2 separate regions of the Mus musculus genome follow, and region 2 is linked to region 1. Evidence: chromatin contacts called from public Hi-C data. All regions are on one chromosome and are shown on one strand. Each heading gives the region's core, a stretch centred on a gene start, on an enhancer-like site or on the middle of the called end of the contact. The rest is flanking DNA. Distances are from core to core; before and after follow the strand shown. Region 1 overlaps Nrp2 (neuropilin 2). Region 2 overlaps Gm4208 (a long non-coding RNA gene).

The links. A called contact is a pair of places that touch in the nucleus more often than the background predicts.
Region 2: a contact with region 1 is called in a Hi-C map of liver, with 2.1 times the contacts expected there. The contact joins two enhancer-like sites. A contact is called at or near these places in 1 of 39 promoter capture datasets (embryonic stem cells), 6 of 15 datasets of contacts at CTCF or cohesin (the G1E-ER4 cell line, embryonic stem cells and stem cell-derived epiblast-like cells), 80 of 484 Hi-C or Micro-C datasets (2-cell-like embryonic stem cells, the G1E-ER4 cell line, the HL-1 cell line and 13 more), 10 of 115 datasets of contacts at active chromatin or transcription factors (embryonic stem cells and pancreatic cancer cells) and 1 of 9 other capture datasets (embryonic stem cells).

What each region holds. Positions count from the first base shown.
Region 1 is chr1:62,722,613-62,726,187 of GRCm38.p6, reverse strand. The region is part of intron 2 of Nrp2 (neuropilin 2); the gene reads right to left. Among named protein-coding and RNA genes, the nearest start is that of Gm29083, 6.2 kb to the right of the region's middle. Within about 2 kb of position 1,762, at least 66 of the 459 cell types and tissues checked have an H3K27ac peak or open chromatin away from gene starts, as enhancers often do. A contact at or near this core is called in liver, where this site is marked.
Region 2 is chr1:62,825,698-62,829,272 of GRCm38.p6, reverse strand. All of the region lies in intron 1 of Gm4208 (a long non-coding RNA gene), which reads left to right. Among named protein-coding and RNA genes, the nearest start is that of Gm35120, 9.4 kb to the left of the region's middle. Within about 2 kb of position 1,767, at least 10 of the 459 cell types and tissues checked have an H3K27ac peak or open chromatin away from gene starts, as enhancers often do. A contact at or near this core is called in liver, where this site is marked.

The sequences.
Region 1 (3,575 bases), core at 513-3,012:
GGTCTATTTCTTTCTTCTTTTCCTTAGTTTCTTGAAATTTAATTTTGACCCAGCTAACTTTTTTTTTTTAGGGATTTTCCTTCTAGGAAGAAAAATTTTTTTGATTATGTAAATTGAATACAGGCATCTATTCTGCAATCAACTGGGATGGGTTGTGAGCCAAAAGGTCTCATAATGAAGGGCGATTATGAGGGTTTTGGGTTTTTTTCCTAAAAGACAAGGGCTGTATGTGTGTGATAATTTACCTAGGCATGAATGGGGAAAATGGAATTAAGTTATCTCTTAAGTATCTCTCGTCAGGGTCTAAATCTCCTCACCAATAAGACAGACAACAAAGAGTTCGGATTTTTTTCTACAGGCCTCATGACTACAGGGAAACACAAATCCCTCTGTAGAAAAGACTAATGTCTTGACATGTTATCTCCCCTTCTAGGCTTTATCCCTCCACACCTTTATCTATCTCACAGTCCCTCAGAATTTCTTAAGACAGCCTGCCGGTGTAATTAGATGGGAGAATTACACAGAGTTACATGGGGCGAGATGCTGGCCCTCTGGGATCTCCAGGCTTCAAGAAGGTGCCAGGGTTGAGAAGCAGAGCAAGGGGGATCATGTAGGATAAAATCTCAAGTGATTTTCTCAATCAGGAGATAAAACACATTGTTAAGAAAGACAGCCACAGTGAAGCTCGCTTGCACGGAGAACGTTTGCGATTGCAACATCGAATATTTAAAAACAAACAGCCAAAAATAACTGTTGTCCCAACTGCTCTTTAACCTTGGAAAGAGGAGGAGAAGAATCTGTGGGCTGTTGTTCCCCTCTTCTTGGGTGAGCTGACATTGCTGGGCAGAGGGAGTCCTTGGTCAAGGTTGCAGAGGGCAGGTCAGCTGGCAGCTGGGTTCTGGCTAATGCGGCCGGTCCTACTATTGCACCAACTCCCAGAGGTGGGTCTGTTTCTGTCATTAGGAGGGTTGTTGCAATACAGAAAAATACTAATGCTCACCCGATCCTTGGAGAATGGGGATATTTCTGTGGTGGGCAGGCAGTAAATCTGTCCCAATGTCATGAGTAATCAACCCAAGGGTCCCTCTTCCTGAGCCAGCACATGGCATCCTCTTATACCACAGAGACTGGCTCTGTTTCGACTTCAGGGGTTCCCAGCTGAAGCCACACCTCCAATTGGGTAATTTGATTTCCCAGAGAAAAGAAAAGGGATCTAGGGTCTGGACAGGAGTGAACTGACGAGGACTTAATCCAGATTGTAACCTGGACTGTGCCAGAACAAACCACACTCTCCATTATCCTAAGGACATCTGGACATAGGGATCTAGGCAGAAGAGACATTACAACCGCGGGGAGGGCGGGGCCGTAGACTCCCCATAATCCCAGCCTTTCCTGCTTCCTGCTCTGGGTCCCCCTCCTGAGGAGGTGGGGGAAGTGGCCTGGCCAGGAAATAGAGTTAAGTAACATGTCAGGCACCTTTTTTTTTTTTTTTTTTTTTTTTTTTGCCAGGAAGAGGGTTTGTAGCAAAAGTCACAAGGACAGCCTTCCTTCTCTTGCCCCTGCCCTGACAGCACTCACAGGAAAGGAAATGAAGGTCAGCCATGTTTATGACTGTACTTCCCAGAGCTAGCGACAGTCCTCTCTTCAGAGTGCCACCCTTGCACATTCCCTCTTGCTGACTGACTCCTCTAGGGTCAGTATAGGCAGCTCCTCTTCCAGGGAGCCTCCCCGGGTCTTCCAGCCTAAGCTGGACCTGGGTACTGTGGACTCAGATAACAGTCTCCCATCAAGTCACAGTGGGGACATGCAGTGTGAGGGAGGGGGAGGCAGACAGCATGAGATTAAAGAAGGGCAGACTGGAAAGTAGGGCTCAAATCCTTACCCAGGCCCTTCAGAGGACAGGACCTGAGGGTCACTTGCTTAAGCCGTCTGAGAGCACGATTCTTCATTTGTGTGTGTCGGAGGAGCTATTTCATATGCTTTCCTGTCTATTGAGACAAAGACAGAAAATTGCCAACCCACTGCCAGGCTCAGACGTACTGTGCCAGCTGGGACAGTTTGACCTCACCACCTCCTACTCTGGAGTCCCAAAATCTATCAGGTCAAAGGGTACAATTTACTAACCCCATGTATTTCCAAAACTGGCCATCAAGTTTGGCAATAATAGGTGCTTTTAAGCACTTCCTGGGCACAGAGTGAACGGCCTATGGCCATTTGGCTGGTGACAGACCCAAGTCTGAGTAGTTAGTGACATGTATAGCCCAGATCCCATCATCTTTGTCCTTCCTTTGTAATCTCAGATGGAAGAATGGGGAAACCCTGACCTGCCCACTTTCCAACACAATTTATACCACAGTTCATATCACGGATGCCTTGGTGCAATCGGTGACAAGACATCAATAAAAGAAGTATGTGCACACACCTGCTGAGTTCTCTCGCAGGCTCGTTTCTGCAGTTCATAGTCTGGGTATGGGGTCTGTGCCATTGGAGAGCGTGAGATCATCACACTGGAACAGACAGTGTGATTGAGGTGGCTTGGAGCAGGAGCCAATAAAGGGCAAGGAGACAAACCCTGGGGAAACATGGGTAGAGAAGGAGGTACAGCCCATGCCACGGGAGCTCAGGGAGACTTCATACGGGTGGAAGAGCTATGTTTGGTTGCTGGGAATGTTGGCTGTTTGCTGAGCACAGGGAAGCGCTGACTGCTCGTCATGAAGGGACCAGCTTACTGAGGTCTGGTTTCTTGCCCCTGCTTAGCCTCATGGTTAATTTATCAACCCAGGATCTTCTAAGATTTAGAGGGACCCTCTGTGGTAAGTAAACACAAGCACATTTTGTTTAGCTAGGACAGTTGGCAAGAGGCCCATACCCATATCCAGAATGTAGGGGACTGAGAGGATCAGAAGAAACAGGAGTCTAAACCAACGCTGAGAACTATGGGTGCTGTGTTACGCTCAGTCGGGGTGAGAGTCAATCTCCAGGCAGTCCTTACTCTGTCGTGGCCTTGGCTGAACGAAGCAAGTAAGAAATGGTAGCCTTGAATTTACACGGACTTAGGGTTGAAATCTTGAACCCCAGGACCTAATCTTTGGCATAGACAGCAAAGATCTTCTACGGCAAAATTGATACATATGAAAAATAAAGGCAAGTCAGAAGAGGGAGGCTGTATGAGGAAGGATACTCATAAGAATTGAAAGCAAGAAGTACGAGGAGAAAATAGTCTCGAGTTTCCCATGACAGAGGCATTTAACGAGCTTGCTAACTTACTGTGGTAACACAAACTAGACACAGCAAAGTACTTGTTATCATGGTTTGGGGGACTTAAGATGTTTAAAAGCTCAACAAAAATTCAAATGTAGACTGAGGAGATGGCTCTGCGGCGAGCCCAGTTCACAGCACAGCCATTCAAAAGCTCACAACTGCTTGTTAGCTGTGGCTTCAGGGGAATCTGGCGCCCTCTTCTGGGCTTTGCCGGTACTGCATTCAAGTGCATCCATCCTCAAGAGCCAATCAGATCCAAAGAGGACATTGATCGGCCTTCATCGTGCACGAAGGAGTGAAGTCTAGAATTACCA
Region 2 (3,575 bases), core at 518-3,017, 100 kb before region 1:
TGCTAACCTCATTGGAGTACGGCTGAGCGACGTTGCTGAAGGTCTTGGGCCTTTGGGATTGGAGAAATCTCTCCCCATTGAAATGCAGAGCACCAGAGTCCATGTGCTCCACATCATCTAGGTGAACACAGCCAGAGTGTCCACAGCTATCTACATGGTGCCGGTGGGAGCAGGGAGGAGAGAAAGCCGTCTGCGCAGTCACTCTGGGCTGCTGGCCTGTTTATCATCCATATGCCTACTTATTTTTCTATCTTTCTATGTATCTATCTAGTTGTCTATCTATCACCTATTTATATCTAATCTATCTATCATCTATCTATCTATCATCATTATCTATCATCTATCTATAATCTATCATTTATCATCATTATCTATCATTTATCTATTTATCTATCTAATCTATCATTTATTATCAATCATCTATCTATCTATCTATCTATCTATCTATCTATCTATCTATCTATCTATCATCCATTATCTATGTATGTATCTATCAGGATCAATCTATCTCCTAAAGTAATAATTTATACATTATGTGGATTTTACCACATTTTAAATTTAGTATAATTATTGTGTGTGTGCCTCTGTGTGTGTGTGCCTCCATGTGTGTGTGTGTGTGTGTGTGTGTGTGTGTGTATTTGGGTACCACGGTGTAAGTATGGAACTTAGAGGACAACTTTCATGGGTTCCAGAGATCAAACTCAGGTGCCAGCCTTGCCCAGCACACATTTGCATCTGATTAGCTTGAGAATGGATGAGCAAAACTCTTAACAGTCTGCCCTTTGTCCCAGGGCAGAGACCAAAGACGTTGTCTGTCTACACCGTGATGTTCTCCTATTTCACTCTCACCTGCTTGCCCTTCTCTGAGTTAGCAGCTGAGAATCTTAACCAAAGTGATTTATGGCAGTGTTGTGTCGGGCCTGGCCTGACACTGATGGAGTCCCTTATCTCCCGCCCATGTCCTCTCTGATGACAGCCACCCTCTTAAGCCTCAGTCAAGAGCATCAGCTCTGCATTCCTGGGTGAGGCTGGTGGCAGGGGAGAGGGGTTGTCATGAATGCATTCTGACTGTCATACTCCTCTGAGCTGGCACCTGCCTCTGCACAGCTTGCCTGGACTTTTCAAAACCTGGAAGGAGGATGAGGTGCCCCAGGAGGCTCAGACTGTGTCCCAGTGCATGCCTTCCATGACCAAGGCACACAGGCTTGCATTAGCTGCTCAATCTTCCAGTCCCTGTCAGGAATTGACACCCATCCCCTTCCTCCTGTCCTGTTTCCGTAAACATCAATGTGTTTTCACCTTCATGGGTGCTGCAGTCACACAGAGCCCTGGGTAGAGATGTGAACACAGGGGGTGGGGGCTGTGCTGAGGTACCCCCTAAAGGCTCCTTGGGAGATAAAAACATGGGGGGTCCCAGGAGAATGAAACAGAACTTCATTTAAGCCTGGTTTTTGAATTGGCCCCAGATGCAGTGACATTTTCTTTTTTGGCTGCTTTGAAAACGGAAGAGAGGAGAAAACGTAGACTGTGACATTAAAGATGGATGGGGCTCAGACAAATTGAACAGCTTTGAAGGCTTCTCCAGCGCTGAGCAGGAGGAGGGCAGGTCTCCATGGTGCGCTTTTGGGAGATGCAGTCTCTTGAACTGAGCCTGGAGAAAGCCGCTTAACGAACGAACGAAATGGCAGCTTTCAGGCCGGCCTGCTACCAAGGACGTTTAATATTTAACACTGGCTGGCTGGTGAGTGTGCCCAGCTTGGCTCATGTACTTTGGTTGACATTTGCACCAGCAGTGTCTGGAGGTGAAAGGTTGGGCACCAGGCAGAGCCTCCTATAAGGCTTCTGGGTCTGCCTGGGAAGGCATCGTTGGGAGTCCTGTCCTTGTCAAGATGCCTCACATCCTGTGCCTGGCTGTACATTCTGTGATAGAGAGCTTGGCCTCACCGTGTGTAGGAAGCAGCCAGAAGGGGCAGAAAGATGACTCAGGGAGAGTTGCTGACCCACTCATTTTTTGTGGGACCTCTTCCTGCCTAACCTAGCCTTAGCCCCTTATCTTGTTACGTACAGGGTGGAAAATGGAGAACAGAGATGATAAGCCCAAAACTCGAATGTGCGGCTCCTAGAGGCAAGGATGTGAAACTTACTGATTCCTCTAGCCACCTCAGAATGAAGGCTCTCTCTCCATCACCTCCGAACTTGGTCCAGACCTGAGCAAAGCCTGGAATATCGTCCTCATCTTTGACATTCAGCACTCCTCAGCTCAGTTTCTGTACTGGGCCTGCTGGGATGTACATCAATATAGGGAAAAAGCAACCCCCAACCCGCCCTGTAGACACAGCAATGATATTCTGATGTCTGGGCTCATCTTCAGAAAGGTCTGTGCACCCTGCACAGGAAAGCAAGTTGTACATTTAAAAATAAAAGGACCCTCTCTGCCTGGACCTAGGTACGGGTGCCTGGCTTTAGTGGTCATAACTCGTGCTGGTCAGAAGAAAGACTCTCATGCAGTTATAAGTTGTAAGCGCCAGTTGGTGTTGGCTACCAGTGACCCCCTTTTTGATTAGTATAGCTAAATTACCTTCTCTCGACTTTGGGCTCTGATCCCACAAAGCAACGGAAATTGAAATCGTGGTGAGCCGTAGCAGCGGAGTCCACACTGGGGAGAGAACCTCAGGGACCTTTCATCTTGTTAATGTAACACGCCCTTCCACGATGGGAGCCAAGAGCCCCCACATAATGAATTTCTCTTCTGGTAATCACTCACCAGAACATGGTGACCTGTGTATTTTTGCTGTGCTACACATTTTTAGACTTTCACAGTGACTTGTCAGCACCTAGGAAAAATGAGTTGGATATGACCCATCTCTTTGAGAGATGCCCTCCCCAGCTGCCTTTCATCTTGGTGGAGAGAAGGAGTAGGTGGGACCACCTGGAACGGCAACGGGGGCTGTGATGTGACTCCAGGCCCATCTCTGAGGGAGATCAGCACAGGCATGCCAAGCCGGTGGCACTCTTGCTATGTTAAGCCCCAGTATCGTGTCCAAATGGCTCCACAGTGGCCTCTGTCTTCTGCACCTGTTGTTTCCGTTGGCATAGTGAGCTGCACAGGCAGCGTCTTTCTTCTTGAAGGCATGGGTGCAAATGGTGGTGTCATTAGACATCTGGACACCCCATGGGTTCTTATAGACTCTGGGGTGATGGCAGGGCACTAGGCTATCGTCTGAGTCACATGTGTGAGTGTCACCATCTGCAACTGTAATTCTAACCACGTGGTCAAATTGTAAGAAGGGGTTTATATCCAGATTTGATTGCATTTGTGGATCATGATGACTAAACAACAGATGGGAAACCAACCAAGATTTCTAATCTCTACCTCTTCACTGAGGGAGTGAGCCTGGCTGAGGGAGGCGCTTGGTGCCTCTCTGTGGTTGTCTATAATTAGGGCAAACACACTCCCCTCGTTTTCTGCCCTGGTTTTATACACTCATTCTAATCAGACCACAAACACTGTTTTGTTTGTTTGTTTGTTTGTTTGTTTGTTTTAATACTTCGGCTCTTGAGTTCTAGAGAAATCT